Regions from separate parts of the Mus musculus genome. Here region 1 is linked to region 2. A link is a contact called in public ChIA-PET data. All regions are on one chromosome and are shown on one strand. Each heading gives the region's core, a stretch centred on a gene start, on an enhancer-like site or on the middle of the called end of the contact. The rest is flanking DNA. Distances are from core to core; before and after follow the strand shown. Region 1 has its middle 42 kb from the start of Gm35961. Region 2 holds the start of Ndufa4 (Ndufa4, mitochondrial complex associated).

What was found. ChIA-PET counts read pairs in DNA pulled down with a chosen protein or histone mark.
Region 1: an RNA polymerase II ChIA-PET map of effector CD8 T cells shows a contact between it and region 2, with 52 read pairs. The contact joins the enhancer-like site here to the promoter of Ndufa4 in region 2. A contact is called at or near these places in 4 of 39 promoter capture datasets (the HPC-7 cell line, HPC-7-derived erythroid cells, embryonic stem cells and 1 more), 1 of 15 datasets of contacts at CTCF or cohesin (pro-B cells), 7 of 484 Hi-C or Micro-C datasets (the AML12 cell line, CD4 T cells, LSK cells and 4 more), 17 of 115 datasets of contacts at active chromatin or transcription factors (CD4 single positive thymocytes, the HPC-7 cell line, Th17 cells and 11 more) and 3 of 9 other capture datasets (adipose tissue, liver and pancreatic islet).

Annotation. Positions count from the first base shown.
Region 1 is chr6:12,122,679-12,127,700 of GRCm38.p6, reverse strand. No RefSeq gene overlaps it. Among named protein-coding and RNA genes, the nearest start is that of Gm35961, 42 kb to the left of the region's middle. Within about 2 kb of position 2,115, at least 118 of the 459 cell types and tissues checked have an H3K27ac peak or open chromatin away from gene starts, as enhancers often do. A contact at or near this core is called in CD4 single positive thymocytes, the HPC-7 cell line, LSK cells and 6 more, where this site is marked.
Region 2 is chr6:11,906,011-11,911,171 of GRCm38.p6, reverse strand. Ndufa4 (Ndufa4, mitochondrial complex associated) reads left to right here and starts at 3,722. Exons shown (of 4, transcript NM_010886.3): 1 at 3,722-3,848; 2 at 5,064-5,152. The coding sequence starts at 3,807. It also overlaps a transcript of Phf14 not described here.

The sequences.
Region 1 (5,022 bases), core at 866-3,365, 220 kb before region 2:
CCATAGTTGTTCAAACATATATTTTCTACTTCTATCCCAAGTCTCGTACAACTCACTCTCTTCTCGATCAAGTTATATAACATGATGAGGTGTTGGGATGACATCTCTAATGTGACCCAGTACCGAAGTTAACTGAAAATGGGCAAAAACAGAAGTTTTCCCAAGATATAACACTGTATTCCGTTACAGCTGCCTTCCTCTTGTCATCTACATCTGTGAGAGTGGCTAACCCCAGTGACAGACAAGAAGGAAATGTGAGATTTAACTGATCTGTTCTTGAATAACTGGTCTTACATAACAAAATTGCAGCAAGCTGTCAGTTCTTAGGTCCCCAGACTCTAGACCTACACTCTCTCAAGCTGCCTTTCCAGCTGACCTCTGACCTCCATCAGAGAATGAATTGATAGCCTGCTGTCTGACTTGGTGTTTTCCAAAAGACCCCACAAATTCTTGCCTCAAATCCATGTCTGTTCATAACTTGTCTCTGTGGAACCTGCATGTCTAGTAGGAAGTACAGTGGGCATTTCCACAAACTGACAAAGGGCTAAGGTATTGTTGTTCCTGCCCCCAGGCTTAGGACACTATATAGGAGCATTGCCATGAATTTGAGGCTAGCCTGGGTTACATAGAAAGTGCCTGCTGGGTTAGTGAGAGCTAGGGTAGGAAAGGGGAAACAAAGTGAAAAGTGACCTTGGTAGCAAGTCTTTAGCATAGAAATCATTCTAGCCAACTGAGCAGGGCACCAGGCTGTAGCCGCCTGCAGCCACATGAAACTGGGTTCCCCTGATCAGACAGCGAGAAAAGAACGTGGCCAAGACAAACCTTGCTGTTCAAAGACCCTGAGGTTTACTGAGAGTCCTTGCTTATAAAGAAGGTAGGCCCATCCCCCGCCAGCCCATTCTTGGTGCCTGGAGCCAGCCCGTAGGCGATCTACAGGGTGTGTCTCTGGAACATCTCAAGGACCTTTCAGCGGGAAGCAGAGTCTTGGAGAAGAGCAAATAGAGCCATCAAGGTCAGAAGGCTCTACCCTAAGTAATCTCCTTCTTAGTGGCAGCAAGATCAAAGTCTGGACCAGCCTGCTTCAAGGCTGAGGGAGGCTACCCCAGGCTTCTGCAGCACAGCTTCCTGGGAGGCTGGGGCAGATAAATGCTGGGTTGGAATCTGGGCTTCAAACGTAGAAGGCCACTATCTTTTAAAAACCAATCAATCAATTAAACAAACAAACAAAAACTACTGGCAACATTTGTTTGTCATGTAAATGTGCCTGCGCCTCCAAGTCTAAAGCCCATGAAGTCTCTCATCCCTGAGCACCATCTCCTCATACTCAATATTCCCTTCCCTAAAACAGCACTGACCCTACCTCCGTCTATGTACCACGAGGAAGTGGTCTTCAACTTCATCCCACCCTGTGAACAAACAATTATTTGATTTTAAAAACAGCCTAATTATCTCTCAAAAGTTATATATATATATATTTGATTTTCCCATAAACCTGATAATATAAGTGTCCCTTGTTCGGCTAGTCCACTTCTTTACTGAGATATCTTCTTTCTCAGATCACATACAGTGCATTTGTGAGAATAAACCTTGCGAGAACACAAGGTTTTATCTACAAGATGTTTGCAAGGAAAAAAAGAAAAGAGGAGAGGAGAGGAGAGGAGAGGAGAGGAGAGGAGAGGAGAGGAGAGGAGAGGAGAGGAGAGGAGAGGAGAGGAGAGGAGAAGAGAAGAAAAGAAAAGAAAAAGCAAAGAGGAGTTAAAAAAAAAAAAGACAAGACAAAACAAGATCAGTAGTTTGGATTTTTGAGCACATTTTGCCCCCTGGCTGAACACAGTCATCTAAACAAGCTTGAGGGTGAAGCTCAAGCCCAAAGCACCATCATCTCCCTGAATATCATTTGTCTGTAGAGGCCATGTTTTATACACGTCAGGTTCGAAACATAAATGGAATTTTCATTTGAGTCTGACTTTGTAGCAGTAAAGACAAAGGGGAAGAGACACTGCACTCACAGGAAACGACTACAAGTTGAGAAACAAGGGCGTACTCTATCTCTGGCCGGCAGCAGGAAAGACATTAAATGTGTCCTATAATCCTTTCCTCACCACGGAACCGAAGCACTGCAAAGCCGGTCTCAATCCAGCAGATGGCGAGAGACTAATTCTAGTCTACAGCCCTCTGGAAACTGCAGAGCTCTCATTCTGAAGACACTGGGCTATCAAACAAAATTGACACAGAACATTTGTGCTCTTTATTTTATAATTTTATTTTGTTTTATTGGACTAGGACTACCTATTGCCTTCCCTCCGCTCGCCTCTTACTGTGCGATGAAAGAGAACCTGAATGGGATGCATTAAAGCAGACAGCCTGCTTTTGTTAATTCATGTGTTTGAATACTGAAACCCAGCTGGTGGTACTCTACTGGGAGGTTTCAGAGTCTCTGAGAGGTGGGGCTAGCTGGAGGAGTGGCTTGAGGTTTATAGTGGTCCCTGTCTTCCTGTCCTGCCCAGCTTCGTTTCCTGTAGAGATGTAACACCCCACCATGTTTCCGCAGCCACAGCCCTGTGCGGCTCACAGTCTCAAATACTTCCCCACCACGGTGGACCATACCTTCAAACTGTAAGTCAGACCGAGTCCATCCTCACTTTAGATGCTTCCTGTCCTGTTCCTGATTTAAACAATGAGAAAAGCAACTGATACACATTCAAAGAAGAGCAAATGGAGAATCACATGTGCATATTCTGTTCTGCGTACCTACTGTATCTATTTGCTTTGTAAATTAATATTTTATTAACTATTTGTGAATTTCATGATGCATTTTTATTATGTATTCTTCCTCCTCGGTTTATTTATTCATAATTTTTATTTTTCACGTGTATGAGCATTTTGCTTTTATCTATGTTTATGCACCACATACCCTCCTGATGCCCACAAAGGACAGAAGAAAACATTGGAGCTCATGAAATAGAGTCACGGATTGTTGTGAGTCACTATGTGTGTACTGGGAACCAAGTCTGGGTTTTCTGCAAGAGCAGCCAGTGCTCTTAACCACTGAGCCATCTTTCCACCCCAAGCCATTTTCTTTTTGATGCATCATTAACATGGGCAGGCCTATTGTTCTCCATATGAATTATTTAAGCTAAGGTAAGATTGGATTGAAGTATAGACTATAGCAAGAGAAGGAGGGCTCTCCTGGCATCAAAAGCTCCTGTGTGTTCACTGAGAGCTGCTAATATTTGCCTCAATATTCCCTAATACATTTTCTAGGTGATCTGAATCCATTGTTTCTTGTTCAGTATTCAAAGACATTTTTCCTCAATTAGCTAATTAAAAAAATATTCAAGAGGGCACAGATATGTTTATGATGGTGTTAAATGCAGAAACAAAAGGCCTCTCAGAAAGGAAAATGGGAGGTATTTATTAAATGAATTCACAAGATTCTTCAGGGCTTCACTTTATTCTAAGAACAAAGTGTCATTACATTCTGAGTTTACAACACCGTATAAACCATCTTGGTAAACACTGAGGATGGGGTCTATATGGTAGATATCTTCAGCTTCATTAACACATCAGAGTGTTTCCCAGTCCAGAATGTCAGTGTGTGCTCCTGGTTACTGGAACCTGTTCCTTTTTGCTGTGCTACAATTATAAGCTCCATCATAACTCCTTAGTCATGTATTTATTTTCCTGGATAGATTGCAAACTCTATGAAAACATATTCTTCCATCATCATATCTCCAGTATCTAGCATAGCCTGAGTTGAAGATCGTGCCCTAAAATACCAGTGAAGCAGGAATATGACCCATTTTATAAAGTGGTCTTCAATCAACAAAAGCTCACAATAGCAGTTATGTAGAGGCCTCATTAACAGAGGCGTGGTCTCAGAATATGGTGGCTTCTCAACTCCCATATTTTCCAAGAACTGAACATCTATTTCCCACATGTTCTAGATCTCCTGGTTTTTCATACTATGAGTGATGTCTTAGATACAAAGGAGAGCAAGAAGCACCCCAAGTCTTACTTCTTAAGAATAGAAGTGACTTAAATACAGTTAAGTTTCTCACACTAGCATTGTAATAGCTTCTTGCCCAAACAACCAGGAAGGGCAGTTGAAGTTAAGTGATTTGTTCCCTGTGGTTGATGGTTGTCAATAAGTACTGTGCCTAGCATCTCTAGGTATTTTATGACTGTTCCACATAGCCACACCACTTACTTTTTACTTCAATACTTCAATTCCTTTTTATTTTTGCACATGTATGTGTATATATACATACATATGTGTTTTTGTGTGTGTGCGCGCATATCTGTGTAGAGGCCTGAAGTTGATATCAAGAATCTTTGCTTATCATTTTCCTCTTTCATTCGTTGAGATAGAGTCTCTTGCTGAACCCAAGCTCATACATTCCTGCTGTAGTAGCTTGACACTTACTCCAGGATTCCTGTGGCTACTTCCCACGTGCTGGCAGCCGTCCCATCCACAGAGCGCTCACATGAGTACTGGGGATTTGAACTCTGTTGTTCACATTTGCAGGCGCTTTACCCACTGAGCCAGCTCCCAAGCTTTCCTGCCCCCCATTTCTTGGCACATTTACCAATTGCAGAAGTCATACATAGACCATAACTAGAAGGAAGGGAGATGTTATACTTTGTAAGGGTAATAGAGGGTAGCAAAGATGTTCTTGAATATGGCCAGCCACTTAGCACATCATCAGTCTGTGTTAGGAGATTCCTGATGGCTATACTCCCACTGGCCCTTTGCCTTGCATGTGTTTAACTTTTACATGAATGAAACTGTTGTTGATGTATTGTTCCTTCTTACAAAAGTATCAAGCTCCTCCCTCTACAGCTCCATGTTTTTATTCCATGCCAAAAATGTTCCAAGTACACACACACACATACACACACACACAGATTCCACACAATACAAATTGTTCTAAAGCTTGCCTTTTCCAATTTATTTTTTTTCATTGACTAACAGTTTGCTGTAAAGTCTAATTTAAACAAATTTCATTTAGGCTGTTTCGA
Region 2 (5,161 bases), core at 2,473-4,972:
CTTCTCTTATTATCTTTTCTCTTTCTGTCATTCCTGACTTAGTTTTTCTTTTCTTATTTTTCCCCTCCTTTTATCGTCTTTAAAATTTCTTTTCAGTGCTACGGATGGAACTAAAATTCTTACACACACTAAGCAAGTGATAGAGAACTGAGTTATAGTCCCAGTCCAATACTGTGATTTCTAGGTGGTTTGTTTTTCTAGGATTGTTTTTGATCGGTCTGAAGGTCTGTGAATTAACACCACCTTTAACTGCCCTACAACAGACACACATAATTTTCTACAGTAGAACAGAGACTTGATACTGGATACTTATAGTGAAGAGGATGAGGACTGTATACAGACATTGACATGCTGTTGGATATACGTTGCCACAGAGTTACCTAGTCTTTAACTAGAGCATGATTTTGTCAGTGTTCTTCCTTGCTTCTTGGCTTGAATCCATGTAAGGAGTTCATAAGCACAGCATATTTTTCTGCCTGATTCTTTCCTCTAGAGGACTGGAGAAATGTAATGTCAATTCATATCTCAAACAGTCACAGTTTTTAAAACCCAAAGCTAAGAGTTCCTTTGGCAATATGTAGTCTGCTTCTTTTCTATTTGAACCCTGCATCACTGGTCAAAGGTGTAATTCTTTTTGAGACAGACTACACTGCTAATCACAATTACTATGATTTTAAACAGTAAAGCTTTCTTTCCTACTTTCTATACATGCCTATCATAGACACACGACGGCTCTTTCCAAACAGCATTCAAGCTGGTAAAGTAGCCACTGTTTGGAACATAACTTGATCTTGTCATGATGGGAAAAGAGAAGAGAGAGAGTAGCACACATGGGAGCCAACAGTTCTGTGTGACAGATGGAATTCTCACATTCCATGTCTTACTAAAGAAAGTCACCTGATCAAAGCTGATGCTACTGAGGCAGTGAGATGACCTCTCTCCCTCAGGGTTAGCATGAGGAATTTGTAAATGATATAATCTACTACACGCAAAGTCCCTACTGCTGAAAGTCACACTGAAGTTTGCAATCCCCCCCTTTACACTGGCTTTTCTAAATTGTTAGCACTATTGTCTCCAGCCCTAATTAAAATGCAGCTAGAATATTCTTTCCCCTAAGTTTAATATGCAAAATTTAAGTGTTGACAATTTGACCTGTTAGTTGGGTACAGTTTAGGCAAATTTATATTGTGTAATTCTGCTTTATTGATATTTCAAAAGGCTTCACCTGGTTGTCAAATTATTATGTCTAGGAACTAGGCTAATAAGATTATTTTAAAAATCAACAAAACAGCAAATTTCTAGACTTTCTTTTGAATCATGGCATTTCTATATATCTACTTACTTTTTATTACCAATATTTATCATTCCAAATAAAATTTTCAGCAAAGGTCCTCCTGTCATGAAATTCTGTTACTAGCAGCCTCGCTGTACTCACTACCATTACTTCTCCTGTTTACATCTGAGTACTTTCTGTACTGATTTTTAATATAAGCATACTCATTACCATAGTATATAAAGGATTACCAAAATTGTTACTCTCTCGGTGATCTCCTTTTTCTCTCCTCCATTGCTATGTCTGGACCAGTCACTCATGCCTCTTGCTGTTTGTTATCATACCTTGGTAATTTCTTCTTTTCGTCTAGTTTTCAACTCAGATGATATCCCCAGGGGCATCTTTCCTTGCCCACTCTAGCTAAAGTAATCTTTCCTCTGCCTCTCCCATGTCACTTTTCACTGTTATTTATTTTAGTGGCACATCTATAGTTATATAAAGTTATCTGTTTATTTCCTGCTCTTCTTAGTCAACATGGTACGTATTTTTTTTTCCCCTCAATACTAAATCCCTAGAAGCTGAATGTTGTTCATGGAGGTGTATGTCTGCAATGCCAACTCTTGGAAGGCTGAGGCAGGAGGATCTTGAGTCAGAGGCCTGCCAAACCAAAAGCAAAAGCAACAAGATATGGTACAGAGTAGGTACTTAGCAAAAGTTTTCTGAGAGAGAGAGAGGGAGAGAGAGAGAGAGAGAGAGAGAGAGAGAGAAAACAAACCATGCCAGCCTTTATATGCATAACCTTCAGTTTATCATCCATGGCCCCCTCCTTGTTTTATTCAAACAAACATACTTGAATTGCTCAGTTTGATCCTGAGTCTTTTCTCACTCTATGTCCTACTGAGGAGACAGAGTGAGGAAAGTAAAGTGACTTGACTTTAGCAGTCATACAGCTCATTTCCTAAGAAACAAAACCACTCCATCTATTGTCTACTCTAGATATTCTAGAGTATTCTGCTCTCGAGAAATACCGTGGGTTTTGCATACACACTCATCCATTATTTCAGTAATTGGCATGGATATGTTCACAGCTGCTCACCACTAAAGTTCTGATTTACTCTTTTTTTTTTATTCTTTTTCACTCATTCACCCATAACCATCCAACTATCAAGTTCTGTTGATACCACAAAATTTTCTCTGATATTTTTGGTGATTTTTTTTCCCCAATCAGTACATTCCTCCCCACCCCCAGGACAACTAAAAATTCTCTCACATGGACAACTACAATAGCCCTTTTATCTACTCCATTCTTCATAGCCAAAGGAATTCTTTTCAACCATATAATCTTATTGGTGAACTTCTGAAAGTCCTGAACATAAAGTCCTTGCATAAGTGGTCCCTGCCTCGGATGTGGCTCCTACTTTGCCTTCCCTTTTAAATGGTAGACTGTGTGCTTCATGCCTTCATGTGAATTGTCTTCCTTATACACCGCCACCTGAAGCCTGTACTGGGCTAATGCTACCTGTTCAGTTTAGCAGTTTCGGCGAAACCCTCTCCTTATTATTTGAAACGTTTTAACATGTGTAGGGAGTCCAAATTGTTGGCTGTGATTCGAAAGTGCCCATTAAACCTGCCCCAAGGAAGAACTTTTGGGTAAAAGTAAATTTGCAAAGAGATAAATGAACATTGACTTAGGATGGTAGAAAAGGTTAAGTTCAGCAACACGGCCAATGAAGATACTTTTAAGGATTCAATATCTGGACCAAAAAGAGATGGTGGCATGTTGCAAAACTTCTTTGGGGGGCGACAACTCTTCAATAGTGCCACGACCTAAGAATCTAGAAATCACATTGTAGAAACTATGGCCAGCTTTAAGTCACTTACTAGTGTTTCAACTTCTGTCCCTAAGCGCCAGTGAAAGTCAGGAAGCAGCTGCAGTCTTAAACCGCAGCCGTTGACCCCGGCGGCTGGAGACTCGACCTGTCCTGCGGGATCTGGGCGCTGAGCCTGCAGAGGCGCCTGGCAGCTCCCTCCGGGGCCCTCCGGGCGGCGCGGCGCGCGCCCCACACGCGCGCCCCCAAGCGCGTCCACGCGCGGCCCTGGCCGGGAGGCGCCGCTAAGGAAGCCGCGCCCGCCGAGCGCACTGCCAGCGGACCGCCGGATGACCCTGGTCTATACGCATGCCGTCCTGAAAAGTGCCTGTCTCACCAGTCGAGACGCTCTGCCTGCTATGCAAAAAATAAAAAAATAAACCTATCAAAAAGATGCATGGTGGAGAACTGATGGATCATGAACTCAAAAATGCGAAGAAGTGGTCGGGACATTTAGGGCAATCGCGCGAGGGCTGACTACCTATTCAGGCACCTTAGAGGACAGCCGCATCCGGGCTTTCCTGCTGCAGGCTGCCCTCAGCGCCAGGGGTCCTTCAGGTAGGAGGTCCTGGGTGACTTTGGACGTCCGCTCAGCCAGGTTGCAGAAGCGGCTTAGCGTGTGTCCTAATCTTCTCTCTGCGTGTAGGTAGGCCTGTGCCGCAAACATGCTCCGCCAGATCCTCGGGCAAGCCAAGAAGCATCCCAGCGTAAGTTCACGGTCTTTGCCAGGGTGGCCTCTTAGCTGTGGTTGCTCCTGCCCGTGTCCCCTGGGGACGTTCTCTTTTCTCTGTTCCTTGGGGTTACATTCTGTTGTTGGGATGACCTGATTGCTTGAAGCCTCTACCTGGGGTGGAGGTGAGGTTGCCTGAAGCAGAAGGTGGCAGAGATCAGGGAGAAAGGTAAACATTCTGAGTGTTGGAACACTGTGGCTCTCAGATTACTTGGTCCCAAGAGGGGTGAGTGGTACGTTGAGTGATTAGAATCCAAGAGAGGCCAAGTTTGTTATGCTGCTCTTTGCGGCTTTTAGAGTCACTGCATTGCACCACCAAACCTTCAGAAGTGCAAGGGATCGTCATCGTGTAATCCCCACTTTGCTTGGAAAACTTGACACTGGCAAAATTGATTTAAGTTTTCTTGACCTGTCACTTTCGTCCAGTATAGCTCGATAGAGGATGCTGTGTACCTAAAACTCCCACTGATGGGCCTTCATCTTTGCCTTAAGCCTGGTTTTCTAAATACTCAGCAAAATTAACTGCAGTCTGTTTTCAGAGTTCATTCCTAAAACTAGTGCTTTTAATAGGCATTTCTGTCCGCTAGTTATGCTCTTTATTTCACAGAGATTATGTTCACAGAACTTTTGGTTTTTCGAGACAGGGTTTCTCTGTATAGCCCTGGCTGTCCTGGAACTCATTCTGTGGACCAGGCTGGCCTCAAACTCAGAAATCTGCCTGCCTCTGCTTCCCAGTTGCTGGATCAAAGGTGTACGCCACATTGCCTGGCTCACAGAACTTTTAAGGGCCACTTTTCAGTAGTTCCCGAAGAGATTCCGCTCCCAGCCTACCAGGGAAGTATATCTCGTTACTTCCAGGGAAGCAATGAAATTTAATGGGAATGCTGTTCAAGACTTACAGAGGTGAATGTACTTGATAGGATTATTTGTTCATATAATTTAATCCATGTAAGGAAGTTGGACTCTTAAGCCAACACCATCCTGATGTCTTTTTACAGAGATCATGCCTTTAGAATACAATTGAAAGAAACACTGCTTCAATCCAAGTTCAACCGTTATTCCCATTGTAGGACAAATTAGCCAAATAGCAGATTTAGAGGTTGGCTTATATAGAAAGGAACCAGTGTGCCCTTATTTGGACAAGATCAAGGGATGTGATGATGGCTACTCTTCTTTGTCTATTTGTTTCTAGTTGATTCCTCTCTTCGTATTTATTGGAGCAGGGGGTACTGGAGCAGCACTGTATGTGATGCGCTTGGCACTGTTTAATCCAGATGTCAGGTGAGTGTA